Regions from separate parts of the Triticum aestivum genome. Here region 1 is linked to region 2. Evidence: chromatin contacts called from public Hi-C data. All regions are on one chromosome and are shown on one strand. The core of a region is the stretch at or near the end of the contact, and the rest is flanking DNA. Distances in the headings are between cores, read along the strand shown. Region 1 holds the start of LOC123113242 (CBL-interacting protein kinase 7). Region 2 has its middle 19 kb from the start of LOC123116933.

Region 1 (2,700 bases), core at 12-2,511, 61 kb before region 2:
CAGGGGCGGCGCCACCTCCGACATCTCCATGGACATGGCCACGAGCCCCGACAGGCCGCCCAGTGGCAGCCGCTCTACTCCTTTCTTGCCCACCATGAAGTAACCGAGCTTTGCGCCCGAGTGCCCGAGCTGCTCGACCATCTGCTCCGGCGACGCCGTCGTCATGAACCGCTTCTCCCGGCTCCGCCGGTTCTCGCCGAAGAGTCCCGACAGGTCGAGCCCCGGCGACATGCTTATGATGTCGAACGCGTTGAGCGTCGGCGGGGCCTGGAACAAGAGGTCGCGCTCCGGCGCGCCGCCGAGGAGGCTGCCGAGCTGCGAGTCCAGGCTGAGCGACCGTTTGAACCACGGGTGGCTGGAGAGCTCGGCGACCGTGAGGCGGGTGGCTGGGTTTGGGTCGAGCAGGCGGCTCACGAGGCGTCGCGCCGGCTGGGACACCCACTCCGGGAGCGTGTACTCGCGGCGGTGCGCCTTCCTGCACATCTCGGCGATGTTGGAGTCGTCGAACGGCAGGCGGCCGGCGAGGAGGACGTAGAGGATGACGCCGCAGGACCATGCGTCGGCCTTGACGCCGTCGTAGGCCTTGCGGCGGAGCACCTCGGGCGCGGCGAAGGCGGGCGTGCCGCAGGCGGTGTGCAGGCGGCCGTCGTCGCGGTGGGACTCCGGGAGCGCGGCGAGGCCGAAGTCGCAGACCTTGAGGTTGCCGTCGGCGTCGATGAGGACGTTCTGCGGCTTGACGTCGCGATGGGAGACGCCGCGCGCGTGGCAGTAGATGAGCGCGGAGACGAGCTGGAGGAAGACGCGGCGCGCGGCGTGCTCGGGGAGGCGGCGCGACGGGAGCGAGGCGAGCCTGGAGAGCAGGTCGCCGCCGGGGGCGAGCTCCATGACGAGGTAGACCTTGGAGCGCGTGGCGAGCACCTCGTGGAGGCGCAGCACGTTGGGGTGGCGGAGGCGGCGCATGGCGGAGACCTCGCCGAGCACGCGCGCGTCCATGCCGGCCGTGGCGGCCAGCTCGGGCTTGTCGAGCACCTTGATGGCCACGGCCTCGCCGCCGACGAGGGAGCGCGCGTGGTAGACCTTGGCGAAGGTGCCGCGGCCGAGGAGGCGGCCGAGCTCGTACTTGCCGAGCAGCGGGGCGGCGTGCTTGCCTGCCTTGCTCTTGGCGACGGCCATGGGCGGCGGCGACACCGAGGCGAGAGCGGGCGGGATGCTCTGGCTGGCGTGGCGGGCTACGCGGTGGTGCTGTGGTTTACAGGGGGCGTCGGTATATATTGGGGCGACCGTGGTTGGGCTCCTCACGTTGTTTATGCCCTAGTGGGCTCTCTGTTTTTGTCTCTAGCTTTTGTATTAGTGCTGGCAGAAGAGTGTTTACTTCTCGTGCATTCGCCTCGGAGAAACAAATAGTAATTGGACCGTAGATATTACTACATAATATTCGTTTTATTAAGCATAATAAAACTAGATCTTCTTCATTGGCAGCAAGATATGGTCCGGCCGAAGCTGGACTTCACAGGTCACGGTGAGGACTGAGCTGTCAGTGTGCTTTCACCTGGATATATATTAGATCTACGTGTGATAAAAATCCTTTATAAAATATCAAGTGTAAAATATACTAATATATATGCCAAAATCCGATAAAAAAATATCTGCGCCAAGTTGTCTTTTACCTCATCAAGTATAGATTTCATCTTGTACTATTTTCTTTCTATTTCATTTCATTTCTGCAAACATGCCAGACCTTACACTCGAACTAAACGCAGAATCGTCGGTTTGTATCCAAGTACATAAATAAATAAAGGCGCACGCCTGACAAACTGTCTAATTAACGTTCAATAATTCTTCTAAAAAGATGTGCAGTGAAAATAGCTTTATTTGGAAAAAAAGCAAGTAACTGACAACTTTTATTTCTTTTGGAAATGGAGTGTTGCTGTGTAGTGAGAAGTTGTGAAAAAAGATCTCACTGTAGAAGCTACCGGCCTATGCACAAATTTGTTGGTTTGTGGGGAGGGGGAGGTGTTCCCGTCCCTGCTGGTGTCACTCAATTTGCACGTATATCGGCATGTCGGCCCTTGCTATTGCCGGGGGCCAAGAGAGAAAGGCAGTAGCTGCTGGTGGGGCTGGGTCCCGGAGCGTAGGAGGGAATCATCCCCCATGAACCGCGAAGCTGGGCTTTGCTGTACTAGTGGACGCGGAGAGGAAGGGAAGGGGCGCAGAAATATCAGGAGAACCACGCCGATCGAGGTGGCGCAGACTTTTTCCGCGAAAGGGGACGGCGGCTAGGGGAGATCTACCGCCGTGTGGCCGCGCGGCTGGTTCCAGTCGCGCTCCAGCGCGGTGCACTGGCTGGCCGTCTGGCGTGTGCCAGAGGTCAACAGCGGCCGTGCTCCCGTCGCCTGCGGCAGCCGGAACCTTCACGATTGGAACATCTCTGGCCAGCCACCTGAGATGGGCGCAGCGCTTCGTTTCCCACCCTGCGAAATTCTCGATTTTCTTTCATTTTTCTCGGTTTATTCGTTGACATTAATTACACGATTTGGACGCATGGAAATCTCACCGTAAAAAACCAGGGTTTCGTGATTTTTTTTATTATTGATATTGAAACATATTGTCATTGTTCTCAGGATGATAGTGGAAAAAGGAAAAAAGCACGGCCCGGATAAGTTCGAAAATTGATGTGGCTCACACTCTAAAAGGATATCA
Region 2 (2,700 bases), core at 137-2,636:
GACTAGATCCTCGCCGGTGCTAAAAATCTGGCGGAACTTTTAGGTTGATCCTCTTTCCCCTTTGTCGGGGGCGGTGTTCGCCCCCTTCCTCATTTTTTTTTGTTTTTGGCTCTTGCCATACCCCTGTTTGCTTCTCCTATATCAATATAAGAAAAAAACATTTTTGCCCGTTTAAAAAAAACGGGTGTCCGTGTCCGATAATAAGCACTAGCAGGTTAGTGAAGCATAATCCTCGAGTGCCCGCCAAAATTTTACGGAGGGGCGTTTTGGGCAATTATACGGGGTCATGTAAAAAAAATCGGGTTTACGAAGCTATTGGAGGCAGTGGCGGAGGCAGTGGCGGAGACAGGGGGACCAGCAGGGGCCCTGACCCCCCCCCCCCCCCCCCTAACATCCCTTATTTAAGCCTAATATGCATGTGAGCAAGTAACTATCTGCTGTTAAAATGGTGTACCTTGATGTGTTGGCCTTCCCTAACAAAGCTTAATAGCTTTCGGCCCTCCTCATTTCATTTTCCTGGCTCCGCCACTGATTGGAGGCCCTTTTTTGCCTCAACTTTCTGTAACGGTAGTTATTTTGAAGGACACTGGAGCTATTAGCGTTGCTCTAACGTTGATGATGCTTTAGTTTGGAGCATAGTTACGCATATTTATGCAGTATAAATGTCTGTATGGCAAAGGCCGCGCGGACTAAACAACTCGCTAACATACAATCGAACAACGGGGTGGAATGCAGCTATCTCTAGCTTAAATATAATGACAGACGGTGACAGGTAAGCTAAGAACCCTACATGATTAGGCATGAATTAACCACACCTTCGTGTAGGCCATCCAATTCGACAGATAGCGATCTCGCGTGAAATGAGAGCCAAGCTTTAGATCCGCATTTCGCTGTCAAGGTTCGGTTGATGGCGGTGTTTAACATTTGATGATGTTGTGGTTCAAGCACAGAATTGACCTGGTGGAGGTCTAGATCCGAGATCTATTAATTCCACGCTCAGAATATTTATTGCAAAGTTGTTAGAGGGCTGACGTAGAGTGATGATGCATGCCTTCAGAAACAGCCCCACTAATTTCGTCGAGCAGTGCATGCAATTGAACTTGAACAGTTAACCATGGCACACTTCCGCTGACGGCGTTCTGCCGGGGAAATGGTCTCGGCTGATGAGTGCTCCGTATTTAGCAGCAATTCAAAGTGTCAACGTTGCTGTTCATGGACAAACCCAAAATTAGTACTCCCTCTGTCAATAAATTCGTATGGGCCACTCGGAGGAAGCAGAAACAAAAATCTTCGGGAGCAAATCTTGACAATTCATGGTTGGCAGTCACCATCGACCCACACTGCGAATCGCACAATGTGTGGTCCGTATCATCTGAGGAACAACAGCGATAAATATCTCGTGGGTAGGGCGGTCCGGCGAATTTGTCAATGGAGCCCATCGCCGTTGTTCGCTACTGTAAACACTAAATTAGAACGTGCTTAAAGGACAAAGATACGAACCAGAAAGATTGAGCCAATCGGGCGCCTTGTTTTCGTCTCAACAGCGTCCCTGTAATCGGGCCTACAGCCCCTGGGTTTTTGCTTAAACAAAGACAAATGGTGTTAGGGAAAGCAAAGCTCCATTGGTGACTATACTTGTTTTTATATGAAATTTTCTAGGTAGTGGCCAAGCCACCGGCCGGCACCTGCTCCGGCCAGGCTGGTGGTTGAGCCTCCCTCGCCCCCCGTCAAGATCTTTTTCCCCGGGGAAGAATGGTTCTGGCCTTGTAGAGACGCATATGGTAAATGATCCTATACTATTGTGAGCACTTTGTACGTATGTAATAATATTATTGTAGGGCACCACTACAGGTGGATGTACGAGCTATGTTGCAAAAGCATGCCTGCACTACGGTACAAACAATGAGTCATCAAGTTTTTATTTTCTACGTGGGGCTTTTCTTTCCTCTCTCCAAGGCGATTTGGGAAAGTCTTCCTCCCTTCGATCTTCGCCGGTGAACCTGTGGATTCGTCTCCCTCTCTGTCTGCCGCTCCGGCGGCCGGTGGCATGGAGGAGAATCCTGATATCTCGACTCGCACTAGTAAATAGGTAGGATTTTAATCCTCGTAGGGGCATCGTTTAGACGGATGGCGGCGCTCCTTATTCGAGTCAGTCTTTCCGGCTCCGATCCTCCTCAAGTTCATCCGTTGGGACGGATTAGACGGAGCTTCGACATTGATTCCTGCCCGCTTCTTGGGACGGTGAGTTAGGGTTTCTCGCCATGCATATGCAACGGCGATATTTGGTGTTAGGTTCTTGAGATCGATTCAAACATTCAACGGCGACGCCTGCGGCTCCAGGGTGCTGGTGATTAGGGGCACGTGCACGAAGACTTTCCGGTTGTCATCGATAAGGTTAGGCCGACTCCAGTATGGGAGCGGCGACAGCGACACGTCGGTGGCTCGTTCTGATGGCGGTAATAGTCGTTGAGTAGTCCATGTACCTCAATATAATTTTTATTATATTTGAGGCGCTTTGTACTTTCGATGAATCTTTATAATACATTTTGATCCTTTTCACAAAAAAATGTTTTTATTTTTTAGAAAAATTAAAGGTTTAAAATGTTTTAACTCTCCATGTAAATCCGATCGCATCAAGCGGGCCATGAAACGTTCGCCTCTTCCGCGTCATTCTCGTGGGGCGGCTCCGACTAAAACCCT

The links. A called contact is a pair of places that touch in the nucleus more often than the background predicts.
Region 1: a contact with region 2 is called in a Hi-C map of leaf, with 7 times the contacts expected there. The contact joins the promoter of LOC123113242 here to the enhancer-like site in region 2. A contact is called at or near these places in 3 of 5 Hi-C or Micro-C datasets (leaf and root).

Annotation. Positions count from the first base shown.
Region 1 is chr5B:563,023,816-563,026,515 of IWGSC CS RefSeq v2.1, reverse strand. It overlaps LOC123113242 (CBL-interacting protein kinase 7), which reads right to left and starts at 1,261. Exons shown (of 3, transcript XM_044534434.1): 1 at 1-1,261. The coding sequence starts at 1,173.
Region 2 is chr5B:562,962,772-562,965,471 of IWGSC CS RefSeq v2.1, reverse strand. No RefSeq gene overlaps it. Among protein-coding and RNA genes, the nearest start is that of LOC123116933, 19 kb to the right of the region's middle. Within about 2 kb of position 1,386, at least 2 of the 8 cell types and tissues checked have an H3K27ac peak or open chromatin away from gene starts, as enhancers often do. A contact at or near this core is called in leaf, where this site is marked.